Linked DNA regions of Danio rerio: region 1 is linked to region 2. The links are chromatin contacts, called in public HiCAR-type maps. All regions are on one chromosome and are shown on one strand. The core of a region is the stretch at or near the end of the contact, and the rest is flanking DNA. Distances in the headings are between cores, read along the strand shown. Region 1 holds the start of irx5a (iroquois homeobox 5a). Region 2 holds the start of irx3a (iroquois homeobox 3a).

The links. HiCAR-type assays count read pairs that join an accessible place to other places.
Region 1: a contact with region 2 is called in a HiCAR-type map of caudal fin, with 16 times the contacts expected there. The contact joins the promoter of irx5a here to the promoter of irx3a in region 2. A contact is called at or near these places in 11 of 18 Hi-C or Micro-C datasets (caudal fin, embryo, fibroblasts and 2 more) and 3 of 4 datasets of contacts at active chromatin or transcription factors (caudal fin, embryo and gastrula embryo).

The regions. Positions count from the first base shown.
Region 1 is chr7:35,818,401-35,823,645 of GRCz12tu, forward strand. It overlaps irx5a (iroquois homeobox 5a), which reads right to left and starts at 3,120. Exons shown (of 3, transcript NM_001045227.1): 1 at 2,595-3,120; 2 at 1,157-1,562; 3 at 1-616. The coding sequence starts at 2,837.
Region 2 is chr7:36,149,196-36,154,258 of GRCz12tu, forward strand. irx3a (iroquois homeobox 3a) reads left to right here and starts at 1,330. Exons shown (of 4, transcript NM_001320125.1): 1 at 1,330-1,754; 2 at 2,408-3,437; 3 at 3,928-3,994; 4 at 4,327-4,670. The coding sequence starts at 1,542. The coding sequence ends at 4,381. The region is part of intron 7 of LOC141375396 (a long non-coding RNA gene); the gene reads left to right.

The sequences.
Region 1 (5,245 bases), core at 1,870-4,369, 330 kb before region 2:
TTGCTCTCTCTTACCAGAGCCTCGGCTCTGTTTAAAACAGTCTGGCTTAATCCATTGAAATGTGCCGTTGAGCTGGTGTTGGTGCCATGACTGCTGTGGAGGTGTCCGAAAGTGCTATAGTTCGTGTAGCCTGGGTAAAAAGGGGACGTGTAGTAAATAGGCCGAGATAGAACAGTGTTATTAGGGAGAGGGCACTGAGGGGAGGACCGGGTCGGCGAGGCAGCGCTGGCAATGACTGTGCTTTGACTCAGACCCGCGGCCTGTGAAGCCTCACTGCTCCCTTTGCACCTGTCCGAAGAAGTGGCGATCTCGGCCAGAGACCAGAGTTTGGGTTTGGGCGCCGAGGGGGGAGAATGAATAACAGACGTTACGTTGCTGTTTCCCGTGCTCGCGGCGTGGCCCGGTTCTGAGGGCTTTTCTTGCGTAATGAGATCACTCCCTCTCTGTAGAACGGAGGGAGAGGATGTGGTGGGTTTCGCTTGCTCGGCGAGCAAATCCGTCCGCTCCTCTGCTTCTTTTAATTCCGAGTCTGTCAAAGGTGGATCAAGATCTTTAGAATGAGTCTCGTCTTTAAATCTGTCGCATGGTATTTCCCCTGGGTTGATGAGTTTGTGATCTAAAAGAAAAAAAAAATCAAATCAAATAAATAATTTTGATTAAGCAACATTGGTGGATAAATATGTATTGTTTTTTTTAATAATCATTCACATATCGCATGCACATTTAAATTGATGCGTGTTGTATATTTTCCACTAATTTAAAACAAAAACAAAAAAATAAAAACGGTTATTTTTGTGCAACATGCATGTGTAATATTTATATTATTATTATTATTATTATTATTATTATTATTATTATTATTATTATTATTGATAATAATAATGATAATAAAATATGGCCCGTATTATCATAGCTATAAATGAGATGCCGTGCGCCAGCTGTGTCCTTATTATGCAGCTCGAGATAAATGAAGTGCAAAACACCATACGTCACCAGCAATTCTCAGTCCATAAGAAGTCAAATTAGAGGAGTTCAAGGTGATTATTATTTAAAGCAATTCTCCCATTATAAATAATATACCACCATTAACCAGCAATCAATTTTGCGCCCGGAGTGGAAACGACTGCGATGAAAAATTGATGATTTTTCCACAGACCTGCCTCTGTGTCTGTGGAGTCTCCCTTGTCCGTGGGCTTGTTTGGCTCGTCGTCGTCGTTTTTCTCTAGATCAATGTTTTCGTCCTCCTCCTCGTCTTCACTCCGGTTCCGTGGGGTCCAGGTCATCTTGTTCTCCTTTTTTAGCCTCCTCCTGGCGTTGGCGAACCAGGTGGACACTTGAGTGAGGGTCATTTTAGTGATGATGGCCAGCATGATCTTCTCGCCTTTGGTGGGGTACGGGTTTTTCCGGTGCTCGTTAAGCCAAGCTTTCAAAGTAGCTGTGGCGTCCCGGGTAGCATTCTTGCGGTAAGCTGGGTCTCCATACGGGTACGAGCCCAGGGGAGCAGCATAAGGATGATACCCTATAGACCCGGCCATGCCTGTCGTGTGGTCATAAGGTGAGCTCTGCAAAGAGCCAAACCAATTGTTTCATTAGCAAAATATCACTTTGGACACCTGCGCACAATGCAGGATTGCTTTCAAATCGCTTACACAAACACTCAAAAGCCAGCATAAACAAACACACACACTTACGCACACACACATGCATGCCACATGTACACACTTTACGTCTAATTAATCGAAATTGTAAGTACAAGGCCGCGGGGTCACGTATTTTATCGTTTAATTTTGGCTAGATGCCTCATTTCACCCAAAAAGAATGACTGTAAAATACATTTTTACAACTTTCTTTCCAAATCCCCCTTCTTTGTTAATGATCATAAATCTCATTTCGACAGCTTTACTGACTTTTGACTATGTTTATTTTCAGATTAGCCAGCTAATTAGAAGTTACAGCTTTATGTAGGGTCATCTGACAGCGTGTTGACCAGAGCTGGCCTACGTGTGCGCAACCCACATTTAAATAGCCGGTAAAACATGTTTCCTTTAAGTAGCTTATTTGACTAAATACACGCCTGAGACAAATTGGAACAACTGATAATTTATTCTCTTTGATATCAGAAATATTCATCACAGACCAAATAGTTGAAGAAATCACGTTGTCACAAATGACAACATAAATAACATCAATTGTTAAATGGTTGTTCTTTTGCCTTCAGTAAATAATTTAAATTATGTGTGCGTGTTTTTTTCTGTTTGCATTTAATACTTTGCATTTGTTTTCAATAAAATATCCTCGTGCACTTTATCAAATGTTTATTTGAAAACAATTTGTTTTTTCACTTTATTATTATTATTAATAATAATAATAATAATAATAATAATAATAATAATAATAATAATATTTTACTACATTATGATTTAAAGTGACATGAAACCCAGCCACATTCCGCGAATGCATATTTGATTGCTAAAACCGCAAATGTTGCGCAAATGATTAGTGCAGCACAATATCAATAACAACGAAGCGTAAAAATGTATTTTGCCAACTTTCCAGAAGTAGAAACTAAACAAGAGAGTAAAAAGCGCACTCACCACATAAGAGGTGAAAGTAGCAGCGGCGGCCGCATCAGCACTGTACGGGAGATGGGAATTGTAGCCTGGCGAGGCGCTGGTGAACGCTGTAGATCCGGCATAGGGAGCGAAAGCAGAGCCAGAGGAAGATCTCCCTAGCTCCTCTGTCCGGGGTCCCGAAATCACGCTTGTACTGTAGGCAGGACACGAATAGAGTGCCAAAGAGGCGGATGGCTGATACAAGTAGCCCTGAGGGTACGCCATGGTGAAGATCCAAATATAAGCTTCTCACTTGAGTTCTTCTCCCTCAAACTCTCACGCGCTCGCCGCGCTCGCTCATAGAGTTCCGAGTAAACAGACCTCCGTCCTGTCCTCCTCGCGTCTAGCAGTGATGGAAATTAAAGAGAACGACGATTGCATAGACTTCACACTCGTTAATCAGTCGTTGTCAGACTCGCTCGCGGATTTTCGAGGCGCTCTCTCACCCTCTGAGCGCTCTGTGACTCTCATGCCGAGCGCGCGGGACAAGTTTTTTGCTCTCAGATGGGGCTTTGCTTCGGAGAGTGTCCTGCCAGGATGCTAAGTTGAAAACTGAGGATTCTGACGCCTACTATGAGCCTCTCGCTCCTCCTCTCGGGGTGTAGTCATCGAAAGAAAAGGCAAACTGGAGCTGGGTTACAGCAGCCCAGCCTGAATCGATTCTCTCTCTCTCTCTCTCTCTCTCTCTCTCTCTCTCTCTCTCTCTCTCTCTCTCTCTCTCACTCACACACACACACACACACACACACACACAGCATTCGTACCCTGGCACTCACTAACAATCTCCCCCGCTATCCCCCTATTTTTGTCTCTAACAAGCCTCATTGCCTTAGACTGAGCAGCTACAGCCCCTGGATGGCGGTCTCATGCGAGCCAGTGCATCAACTTCAACTTTCCTCATTTTCTAAATAGACGAAGCTTTCATTTTCACACGATTAATACCAAATGGACTGTTATCTTCCTGGGACGGCTTGCCAGATACAACAGGAGACGCTACAAGTACTGTTTGCAGCTCTTCACCCAGCTCGGTTCTGAGCGTTCATTGTGCGCTTGTTTGACGCGTGTAGATATCTATAATTTTACTAAGAAGACGCGACAGTCGGTAATGCATCGAGCCGTCGTGTCAGCTGAACGCGGGCAGGTTTTGACGTTGTGTTCTTTGGTTTTGTAAATTATGGAGACTTTTTGGAGAGGGAGATTATATTGCTTAATTTTACCCTATAAACATATCGCTATGTGTTTTCTTTTTACAGAAACAAAGCTGTTAACAAAGACTGCATGCGCGCTTAGATCAATTCTCAGCGGTAAGAAAGTGAAGAAGTAACTTTTGACAGGTGTTAACTGATTTGTCCGCTGGACAGTTTTCGCCTTAGATCCCGGAACAAACCAGATCTTCTTCTCCTTTACACCAAAGCCCCAAGCGCAGACAGATTAAGACCATATGAACCACGGCAAATCCACCACGACCAGGGGCTCTAAGCCCCTTTGATTCAAACAGATATATTCCTCTGCGGTGGAAGATCTCTTCGTGCATTTTATTCTGTTTGCCGTCAAACTAAATTGTGTGCGTCCATGTTAACAATGGAGATATATTAGTTTAGGTAGCTAAAATGCATTTTGTACTAATCCGATAATCAACAAATAAACATAACTGAGAAACTTAATAAAAGAGCAAGCTGAATTGAATGCCATGTTCATCATTATTTTCTTAATTTAAATGCCGTACACAAGCATTCACACAAGTGGTGAAATTGGCCACAAAGTTGCATTATTAATTTAGCATTATTTACCATATATTTCCCCTATTGCCAGGTAAGCCGGTGAATGCATACAATACTAATCATAAATAATAATAAAAAGCTTAATCTAAACAAATAAGTAAAGTCAATGATCTGGCTCACTTGTTAAAGTCTTTGTGAGCCGAAAGGGATCGCTGTAGGCGCTTCTACAGAGTGTGTGCATGAGGTCACGTGCTACTGCTCTCTCAAGAGTGAAGAATGATGACGCTCAAACTCAGTGGACAAATGTTAAGTTCAAAGCAAAACAAACTGGAGAAGTGCGAAACTCCGCGTTGTCGACTGCGATATTGAATATGTTTGTGTTGTATCTGCACCACCCGCGAGTGCATATACATTACTAAAATTCATTTGAGGAACAAGAAGGATATGGGTTATTTTTCGACATATTGTAATGCTGAAATTAAATAATGATCGCTTTTATAACAATTAATTATTATAAAACTCCATATACCTTGTATTTATTTATCTTTAAATATAAAAAACATTATTCTTTCTTTCTTTCTTTCTTTCTTTCTTTCTTTCTTTCTTTCATTTACTGAAGCACAGTGGATGTGTCCATTGCACAGTCACCTTTAAATAGTGTATCGGTATCCAAGGATACCCAGGAGTAGCATTTAAATGACGTCAATATTCATTGATAGAGTATTATCGGCAGTAATGAGTTCCTCTTCACCAATAGGATTCGATAAGCAGCCTGTTTAGCGATAGTGGAGGGGTGAATGAAAGAAAGCATGGAAATAGAAATGCAGCAGGGAGTAGTCACACTCCACACGCGCTGGCAGAAAGGTAGGAAACTACTTATTTAACTAAATGACATTCTCCTTATAATAGCCT
Region 2 (5,063 bases), core at 80-2,579:
TCTGGGAGTCCCTAAATAAGCGAAGAGCCAATACAAATGCCATTCCAGATATTATGGGATGCCTTAACAATATCTCTTTAAAAGCAGATGGTAGATTTAAGAGGAACATTAAGTTCTTGGAAACCACTTCAGTAAATCCAAACCGAAGTTGATTTGCCCTAATCTTTCATTACTGAATTGAGATTTAGTCATCCTATATTCAAATAAATGAAACTCGTTAAAGCACTAATCGGTGCCGTTGTTTGGAAGACGATTAGCAGACATATGATGACACTAGACTAGAGGCATAATACGATTATGGATGTTTCCTGCATATTTTCATATATTGATTCAAGGAATTTCAATCGTGATCATCGTCCTTGTTTTAATCCGTATTATTTACAGAAGGGTGCGGATTATATCAGATCTTTTCAGTGGATATCTGTCGATCTGTAGAGTAATCCGGTAGGTTAATCGCTTAAAATATGTTTTTTAAGAACAGAAGATTTTACACATGAATGCAATTGAAACATTTGCGATTATAATTTAATACATCAAAAACGCCCAGAAGACTGACAGTTTAACTGTATTACTTACATGACATAATAATAGTAATAGTAATAATAATAGTAATAATAATAATAATAAGAGTAGTAATAATATTAAGTTAAAATGTAAATGCACCACACTAAATTGTAATTTAGTGAATATGTACATAAAAAATAAATGTGCTGCTCTTCAAGCTTTTCGTTTGTTGTCAACTTACTCAGAAGGCGAACGGTAAAATGCCAATGTTTTGATGGTTCACACACTAAAGGCGTCAGAGGACCTCGACTGGCTTGTTCCGTGTAAGATGAACTAAAAACGCTCTTCGTACAGTACAAGGTTTTCCTTCAGTATTTTGTCAGCGCAAACAAAATTCTGTCTGAACTCTCCGATTTACACTTTGAAGTTTTTCGTTTCACATGCATGAAGAAGACGCGACTAAATGAAAAACACTAGATCTCACTAGATCTTAATGACTCAAGAATAAAATATTTACCATTTTGTGGATCAACATTTTTGAGAAGTAACAAAAAAATGGGAAAGGGCTGAAGCCGCGAACAAATAACAAATGAAATGATTGGCGAGCCATAAAATGAGATTTGAAACTCATTCAAATAAGAGATGGCGACGTCAGAGGACTTATCCAGACGGAGAGCAGGAGCGGAGAGAGAGAGAGGGGGAGAGAAAGAGGGAGGGAGGGAGAGAGAGAGAAAGAGAGAGGCTGTGTAAGTGGGGGTGAGACTTGAGAAATAGGAGGAGCTTCTGAACGACTAAAAATGTCAATCACAAAAAGGAGTTCCAATAATCTAAAGCAATCTGTAAGGACCTGACCTTAGTCCATTCAGATCAATAGGGAAGTAAGGGAGGAAAGCGCAATCGGATCGTTTACACTGGCTCTTTCGGAGGAAATATAGACTTCCCTGACACTTTGTACTCACTGTAAAGTGGATATCGTGGTGCGCACCAAGAGGGCGATTCGCCGCTTTTTGTGACTCCAGTAGACTTTCTCCACAACAATGTCTTTCCCACAGCTGGGATATCAGTACATCCGACCCATATACTCGCAGGACAGGCAGGGGATAGGCAGTGCCCGAGCCGGGACAGACCTGAGCCCGTCCGGGGCGCTCTCTAATGTTCTCTCTACTATGTACGGATCACCTTTCGCAGCCGCACAAAGCTATGGAGCTTTTCTTCCTTATTCAAATGATCTGTCCATTTTCAACCAACTGGTGAGTAATCATTTTATTTTCGTGTAATTTTTTAATCTTACTATAATTGCACAAATAAAATTAACTGTTTAAAACATGTTTAACATATATGCCACGGCTTAATACCTAACAAAATCCTTCAATTCGTGTTTCTGTACTAGTCGTTACCGACTGCTTGTTTTGCTAAATGATTGTGAACTTTGCTTTTTTTATGTTTTGTAAAGACAAAAAAGTTTTAAAAAGTTATAAATAATAGCTGTTCAAAACAAAAATAAGCGAAAAGCGTGTTATTGTGATGTTAATGAATTGCAATCAATTAAAATAGCTATACTATTTTATTAGTCTACTTCTTTAGATGTGCATATTAAAATATCATGTGTGTGGTGTGTGTGTGTGTATATACGTGCATTTAATTGTTGATATTTTAATATAGGATATATGCAATATCTTGTCAGTGTGAAATAATTTATATAAATGCATTGACAAGTTATTAAATAATTTAATACAGTTCATAAGCCCAATGTTTTTTATCTATTTTTTTTTCTTTTTAATTGCTCTCATAGAATCAAAATCATTTACAGAATTAACATATTCTTAAACAATACATCCAGGTCAGGCCAATTATAGTGATAGGGAATTGCACTAATGTTGAATCAATGTTCTGTGTTTTTAAGGGAGCACAGTACGAGTTAAAGGACAGCCCGGGCGTCCAGCATCCTGGATTTGCTCATCATCATCCTGCTTTTTATCCATATGGTCAGTACCAGTTCGGAGACCCTTCCAGACCCAAAAATGCCACCAGAGAGAGCACCAGCACGCTTAAGGCCTGGCTAAGCGAGCACCGGAAAAACCCATATCCTACCAAAGGCGAGAAGATCATGCTGGCCATCATCACTAAAATGACCCTCACTCAAGTGTCCACCTGGTTCGCTAATGCCAGGAGGAGGCTAAAGAAGGAGAACAAGATGACCTGGACCCCACGGAGTCGCACGGACGAGGAAGGAAATGTTTACAACAGCGATCACGAGGGGGATGACGGAGACAAACGCGAGGACGAGGAGGAAATCGATTTGGAGAATATCGACACGGAGAATATTGAGAATAAGGACGATTTAGACGAGCAGGACGAACTGCATTCTGATTTGAAACTGGATGGCAGGAGTGACTCAGAAATTTCAGACGGCTATGAGGATTTACAAGGGCCGGAGCAAAGATTGTTCAAAGCGATGGTGAAAGACGGTAAAGAAATTCACGGCGACCGCGCAGAGCACTTTCACCATCACAGTCATCACCATCACCTCCACCACAACAGCTTAGAACAGGCCAACGGCGAACCGGTCAAAATCAACCAGGCCATTATCAACTCTCCGCCCTCAGAAAACAACCCACCTCCGGCTCCAAAACCTAAGATCTGGTCTTTGGCAGAGACCGCCACAACTCCAGACAATCCACGAAAATCTCCTCTGATGAACGGGACTTCCGCTGCGTCGGCCACTCAGACCATCATCACTCCACATAGACTCCTTTCGTGTCCCGTTGGGAAAATCCAGAGCTGGACAAATCGGGGTTTCACCGCACACCAGCTCGCCTTGCTGAACTCTAACCACTACTTAGGACTCAGTAACCAGGCTTCGGCGAATGGCCTTGCCCTGTACAGCAGACAAGCAGAGGACAGGAGTCAAAACTCCGAGTCCACAGTCACAGGTACATGTCACCCACACTGAGAAGCGCAGAGATGTGCAATTATTGCTTTTTATTAATATCATTAAGACTGTACTGACAGACTGGAGACGCACCATTCTTATTCCTCCCTGTATTCATTTTCATTTGATCACTACTGTGAAACCTTCAAGTGAAAAAAAAAAATATATATATATATATACTTGAAATGCAAATGTCTAGTGGAGAGTACTTATCTGATATATACCGATATATTGGTTTTCCTTCTTTTTTTCTTTTCGAATACTCAAATGTCTGTTCATTTGAATGTGTGGGAACAGGTTTTTAGTTGCCTTTTTAAAAGGTGTGTAAAAGAGTGTGCGAATTTGGATATTTTTAGGCCGCAAACTTTTCTCGGCCACTGGTTGTAATATATTTTTAAAAAGACTCTGCTTTTTAAAATAGTAAGAATTTTATTAATAAATTGGCATTTACATTGATTTGTTTCTTGTTGTTACTGATTTTATTATTTCAGAAAGATCTAGTGCCTTGGAAGCAGAAAAAAAGTTGTTAAAAACAGCCTTCCATCCTGTTCAAAGACGGTAAGAGCGGAGATCTAACATTATCTGTCCATCACTTTAATTTAGCGTGTTTATATTTTATTTTATTTTTTAGACAACATTTGAAGATCACATAATGTTCATGCATGGCTGTCTCACGCGCTCGGGTACTTATACCGTGGTTTAAACAATTTAAATATTGTGCTTGTGCAATAATAAACCCATATGTCAAACCAATAAATTTCCAATGCGTCGATACGATATAGTATCAGAATGTTGATTTAAAATAAAAGAAACATTGTGTTATACTGCTTGCAGATTTAGTTTTGTATTGGCCCCGTGTTTTTTCATGCTTCCCTTTTATATCCCCATAGGCCCCAGAACCAACTCGAAGCTGCCATGGTTTTATCCGCCCTCTCGTCCTCGTAGGCTTTTCTCCCTTTTTGTTTACTTCACATTTTGACCTGTGTAAGGAATGTAAAATAAAAAATAACTCACTTCTGTATACTTACATTGTAAGCATGTCCTGTGTACAATGGCTGATGTTAATGCTGTCAGGCCAAGTAGTCTGTGAGTCCCATTTTCTTTTGTAAGCTCTGTGAGGATTTGATGTTGAAATGTTTTTTGTATATAACGTAAAGAAAATGTATATACTTGTGATCCGAAATTGTACAAGAAAGTCTATATTTTGGCTAATAAATGAACCGCTGCAACTTTACCGTCACTCTTTTTCTTTAAAAACACTGTGGTGTAAATATTGTAAATTATATGAAATGCCATGTTGTAAGCTTTTCTGTTCGGAAATGGTTACCGTTTGTGTTTTGAAAGGCATGGGAAACGTTAATTCGAGGTTATGAGCTCTGAAACGGAGGATTTCAAGTATTTTCCTATTTCAGGGACTTAACTGTAATTAGCTCCTTCTTGAATCGCGCATTTGGATATTAATGGATGGGGATTGGATTATCCCCATCGAGGCGGAACAGCCAATATGAAATGAATAATTATTTCATTTATATTGGGTTGAAATAGCATACAACTCAATTTCACTGTAATGAGAATTGAATATTTTTTTCTTTGAACAGGAAAACCACGCAAAAAAAAAGTTAAACGG